Regions from separate parts of the Rattus norvegicus genome. Here region 1 is linked to region 2. The links are chromatin contacts, called in public Hi-C maps. All regions are on one chromosome and are shown on one strand. Each heading gives the region's core, a stretch centred on a gene start, on an enhancer-like site or on the middle of the called end of the contact. The rest is flanking DNA. Distances are from core to core; before and after follow the strand shown. Region 1 overlaps St6galnac3 (ST6 N-acetylgalactosaminide alpha-2,6-sialyltransferase 3). Region 2 overlaps St6galnac3 (ST6 N-acetylgalactosaminide alpha-2,6-sialyltransferase 3).

Evidence for each region. A called contact is a pair of places that touch in the nucleus more often than the background predicts.
Region 1: a contact with region 2 is called in a Hi-C map of frontal cortex, with 1.7 times the contacts expected there. The contact joins two enhancer-like sites. A contact is called at or near these places in 2 of 12 Hi-C or Micro-C datasets (Schwann cells and frontal cortex).

Annotation. Positions count from the first base shown.
Region 1 is chr2:245,236,787-245,239,500 of GRCr8, forward strand. The region is part of intron 1 of St6galnac3 (ST6 N-acetylgalactosaminide alpha-2,6-sialyltransferase 3); the gene reads right to left. Among named protein-coding and RNA genes, the nearest start is that of St6galnac3, 67 kb to the right of the region's middle. Within about 2 kb of position 1,350, at least 20 of the 93 cell types and tissues checked have an H3K27ac peak or open chromatin away from gene starts, as enhancers often do.
Region 2 is chr2:245,157,173-245,159,872 of GRCr8, forward strand. The region is part of intron 1 of St6galnac3 (ST6 N-acetylgalactosaminide alpha-2,6-sialyltransferase 3); the gene reads right to left. Among named protein-coding and RNA genes, the nearest start is that of St6galnac3, 150 kb to the right of the region's middle. Within about 2 kb of position 1,394, at least 50 of the 93 cell types and tissues checked have an H3K27ac peak or open chromatin away from gene starts, as enhancers often do.

The DNA of each region.
Region 1 (2,714 bases), core at 100-2,599, 80 kb after region 2:
GACATCTCCGAAGACAGTCAAAGAAATGCAAATTAAAGAAAGGATGTTGGGTGTGTTAGGTGCTAGTGAGGAAGCTTGATGACCTGAGGTTCATCCCACATGACAGATGGAGAAAACCAATTCCCAAGAGCTGCCCTCTGACCTTCACAGGCACACCCAGAAGAAGCATGCACGCAAGCCCTGTAAACATGATTTTTTAAATGGATAATTTCTCCTTCTTTTCTGAAAAAAATGATGCAGTATTCCTTTGCACTAACCAGAAGGATACATGGAAAAGCTTGACGTATTGGCATATCGATTACTGAAGACCTAAGGAAAGAGACACTAGAAACCACCTCCAAGGAAAGTCTGGAGTATTCTTCCCATTCCAGGACAGAAGTAGCATCCAGTGTCTTCAGACTGTGACTTATCTTAAGACCCAGGCCCTCCCTTCTGAGAACTCCAAAGTACGGTTTGGACAACCTTTTCCAAGACCAATATCCCTTTCCCAGAGGTTCTCGATGGCTCACAGACTTTCACCTTTGGGCTCCAGATGCATCAGAGAAAGAAGACAGAACTGAAAATCTAGAAACCATCTAAGAATCAGACCAGGACCAAGTGGACCCTCCAGAGTTTCCAGCAGACATGGCAAATCCCATGGCTGGACACAAGATGGCTGACCAGGCTTCCAGTCTCACGGGTTGAGAATCATTCTCCGTCACGGGGTTCATCTGTTTGGTTCATGATCAACACCGTCCTGTGTGCCTTCCCCAGGGCAGACTCTACAGAGGCCGCATTGTCTAGAGGCTCCACACTGAGCACCACACAGGGCTTTGGGGCTCTCCGGATCCACAAGGGAGCCCGCCTGCTCCACAAACAGCCTTGGCTTGCATCTGAAGAAAGTGTGTAGAAGCTGGACCTCTGTCGTGGCTCTCCCACCTTAGGCCCCGCCACAGCCATTTAAATAACTTTGACCTTAATGAGCCACTGATGAGACAGTGGCTGTCAGGCTCCCCTGGCATGGACTCCAAGGATCCTTGGAAAAGCAAAATGCCAGACACCCAAGTAAACACTTAAGATACAACAATGCCAAACAGACATGATTAGCAAATGCCTCCAAAAATATGAGCTTCCCCGGGAGACATTATTTACACACTTGGCCATTTTTTCCCCTCTCTTTCTGTGGCTCTCAGAGAGGATTTAGTCCTCTGATAATTTTTCACTCAGGGAAAGACAAAGGCATCCAGGGCGGAAAGGAAGACGCTGCTCCATGAATCAAATCCAGTCTGTCTCACACGTCACAGAGGATTTAAATTTCTGTTCTGAGTAACGATTAGAAAGAGGGCTACAGCCGTTGTCAGGGGGCCTGGCTTCTCACCTCAGTCCAGGAACTGCTCAACAGTGAGGCCCTGGTTGCCTTTCTGAGGTCTGGACTCAGTGGTCTCACAGATCATATCTAGGTTCCTGCCTAGGACTCCCGTGGCTCCCATGGCCTCGGGAATGTGGCTGAGGGCTGGGGGGTCCACTCTCACATGTTTCTGTTATGTGGCAGCCTCTGCCTGTCTCAGAGGCTCTAGGCTGGCGAAGTCTTCACCAACCAGGCAGGGTGACCCAGAGGCTCCCGTCTGCCCGGACAGAACTGAGCTCCAATCCTCAGCAGGGTCTGCTGCTGCCGGGATTGCTGGACTGGAACACACCCTCCCTGCGCTTCCCTAGTCCATTCCTCTCTGTACAGTTTTCTGGTACTCGCCCACAGAAGGCTCTTGAACTAGAATCCTTTTTACAAATCCAGATGGGAGGAAAAGTCCTTGGTCCTGTGAAGGTTCGTTGCCCCAATAATGCCAGGGTGGTGAGGTGGGAGTGGGTGGGTGGGAATGGGAGCATTCTCATAGAAGCAGGGGGATGGGGAGGGGGAGGGAGGGGGAGGGGATAACACTTGAAATGTAAATACATAAAATATCCAAAAACATTAAAATTTTAAAAAAAAGAGAAAAGAAATCCGGACTGACACAGAGACAGCAGCTTTCTAGCAATTCACCCTCCTGAACCGGTTGATTTTTCTCCAGAGCTGACCCCACAGCAACCTTGGGGAGAAGCCTCATTTTCCTATGGCTCAGAGTCTCTGAAAGCTGTGGCTTATTCCTGGTAGCTCTCACCGGTGAAAAGTAGAGCCGTCCCACCATTCTGTCACCTGCTCTCTGTGTGCTAGCAACCATCAGTGCTTCTCTCTTAGAAAGGGCCCAAAAAAAGCAGGCTAAGTTTGAAGTGGCTGATGCGGGCCTTGAACCTGCCATTTCACAGTCCATGGACCTGAAATGTCAGTGTTCCCTAACAGTGGTGCTAATGGCTGAGCTCCGCCAACCTTGGTTATCTCAGATAGAAAGAAGATGAACCGCTTCCAAGATGTCCTCCAACAACTGTACAGCTACTGGTCCCCAAGCTGCTACACCCATAAGCCACCACAGGGCCACCACGGGGCCACCACAGGGACCTCTGCACCTGACAGAGACCCTTTCGTTACCACCATCCTGATAACGCAGAAGTAAGACTCGAATTCGGAGCGCGTGCTGCCTGCGGCTGTCTGAATTCACAGCTAAGGTGAGATCTCAGCGCCCTGCCAATTCACAGGCTGGACGGAGGACAAGGCCATTGCCGCCTTGCAGCAGGAAGCTGGCAGCAATCCCCACCACAGCCAAAGTCACCGAGAAGATAGGCTAAACCCGCAGGGATACACT
Region 2 (2,700 bases), core at 144-2,643:
CTCCCTCTTGTTCTCTCTTGCTCTCTTGCTCTTACCCTCTTCCCCCTTTGTCCCTTCTTTCCCCATTCCCCTTCCCCCTTCTCTCCACATGCTCATGGCCAGCCTCTACCCTTCTATTTCTCTACCCACCCACCCCCTCTCTCTCTGCCCTACCACCCTCCTAACTCCCCTCCCCCGTGCCCTGAATAAATTCTATTCTATTCTATACCTCCTGTGGCTGGTCCCTCAGGGGGAAGGAATGCCTCAGCATGGGCTCTGGGCTCACAGAGGGACCCCCTTTCCGTACACCTCACCACACCTCCATAGAACATATCCCACATCTCCTTATCTTTTTATCAACACAACAGTTAGTAACTGCAACTTGGTGTGGATCCTTCTGTTGTTTCTGCACCAAGTACTTTCTTTGTTTGGGCTCAATTACCTGACAAAAGCAGGCTCTCCTGCTAGGCCCAGGGGAGCATCCCTCCATTTCATATGTGGGAGGCTTTCCGGATTCATCTGTGAATTGCTAATAAAAGCCAATCATATCTCTAAACTCAATATGTTGAAATTTTTATTTTCTGGCATATCACAGGGCAACGACAGCTGAATGAGAAACGCAGGGGGGTAATAAGGCCAAAAAATCTCACAGGCTCATAGAAGCAGTAACAAGCTTCCCAAGGTCTGGGGGACAGCCTTGAATTTAGCTTTTGCAGAAGGTTGAGCCTGGTGAAATAAAAGCTGGCTATTGTCTCTCCTCTACCACGTTGCCACTGTCAGGAGGGAGCGATTTCTCACAAAACAGCTTTTGAAATTTTACCCAATGCTAACTCTGCCCACTGCTTACCAAAAATGGAAACAACACAAGAGAAAGATAATTGTCGTTTTCTTCTCTCACAAAAGAGACTTCTAGCAAAGTGAACAGGGGGCAGAAATCAAAAACTCTTCATGCACCAGCTCTGGCATCCTGATGAAGGGTTAGTCGCTAATCCCCCGATGGTTACTTAATTGCAGCTAAACACACCACTATCCAGCTTAACATTCCTCTCCTTCCTGGAGCCTCCCAGCACTGTTCTCTGAACCACTCTCAGGTCTAGAAATAGCAACTGTCCTAAAAGCGCAGGCAAGAGACACACCAAACCCTGCTGTTAGCATCCATCTCTATAGCATTTCATGGCTGTGAGATCTCCTGGGAACATTCCAACAATCCCTTCCACTTCCTCATTCTCTGCAGAAGCAGAAAAAATGCAGGCATTTGCCAGGTCATGAGAAAGAGTCCATCCAGACCCATTTTCAGTCACAGAGCCCTGCTCCCAGTCCATCTAGCAACAGTTCCCCCTCATAACCACTGGCTTAGTCATGGAAGGGCTTTGAATGAATGAAAAGATTGTGAGAGCTGTATACTCTTCCACAGAGGTCCATGGAAGACACGAGTCAGACATGGGAACTGGTTAGAATCAGCAGCCAGAACACTGCCAACTACCAAGTCAGGGGGCCAGACAAGTGCCCAAGCCTTAGTTGAATACGCTTGGCTTCCAGACTTAGAATCTTTGTAGGGAGGGGAGTAGTTAGACTGTATGGCAGTATGGTGGCCATGATGTAATTAAACATACCTTAAATAAGAATGGAGAAAAGAGTTCTGTGTTTCAATAGAAAAGGCATTCTAGGGCTAGAGCAATACTAGCTCTTGATGCTAACCCTACCTTTGCTAAAGTAATTCCCAGGCAAGCAAGGAGACCTGAGTTTGACCTCCCAGCCACCATCTAAAGAGCTAGGTGTTCTTGTAATCCCAGAACTAGGGAAGCCAATATAAGTGAATCCATGGGGTTCCCTGGCCAAGCAGCCTAGACTATTCTGTAACTATCAGGGCAGTGAGATACCTGATGAACACACTTAAGATAACCTATGGCCATCACACACATACACCCTCACATATACATGCATGTGCACGCAGACACACACACACACACACACACACACACACACACACACACACACAGAGACAGAGACAGAAATTCTACAAGGGTCAATGAATGTTCTAAGAAGTCTGACACTTCACAATGTTTTTGAGACCTAGTATGTTGACCTAGTCTCTATCACACTCTCCAAAACTTGGATTCTGCCCTGTAATGGCACAGGCTTCATATGTAAATGAGTCCTCTGTATGTAAATGACTCCATGCATATGCAAATCACTCCACCTTTGGGCAAGATGACCAGAGGTTATCAGGGACTTCAGGGAACTCAACAAGCATTTCTACTCCCTTTTTCCAAACGTTCTTTGTTTCCAACTTTCTAAAGGAAGAGTGACACAGAAAAAAGTCTGTGGCTTGGAGATAATTCTAAGGCTGGATCCTGTCAAGTCGACTTCTTTTTAGAGGGAAAGATCATACTCTTCCCTACATCCCCTCACATCCCTGTCCGTCCAGGGAGTAGAGCTTTGTGCTTCTGTTTCCTATAAAAAACTGACAGTTATCCCAGTACACGGAGGCCCAAGTGTGCACAATAACACAGAGCAAGCAGCATGAGACACAAGTGACCAAACTATTCTAAAGCCTCTCTTCCTCCAACACGTGTGAAGCCATCCAAAGGAGAATCTGATCGATCAGTTCATGACAGGCAAGAGTGATTTAATCTCTGACACTCGGCAATAAGGCCGACTTCCTCAGCAGTCTGGGCTCCAGGAGAGACCTCCTTCTCACTCTCCTCTTCACAAACCTCA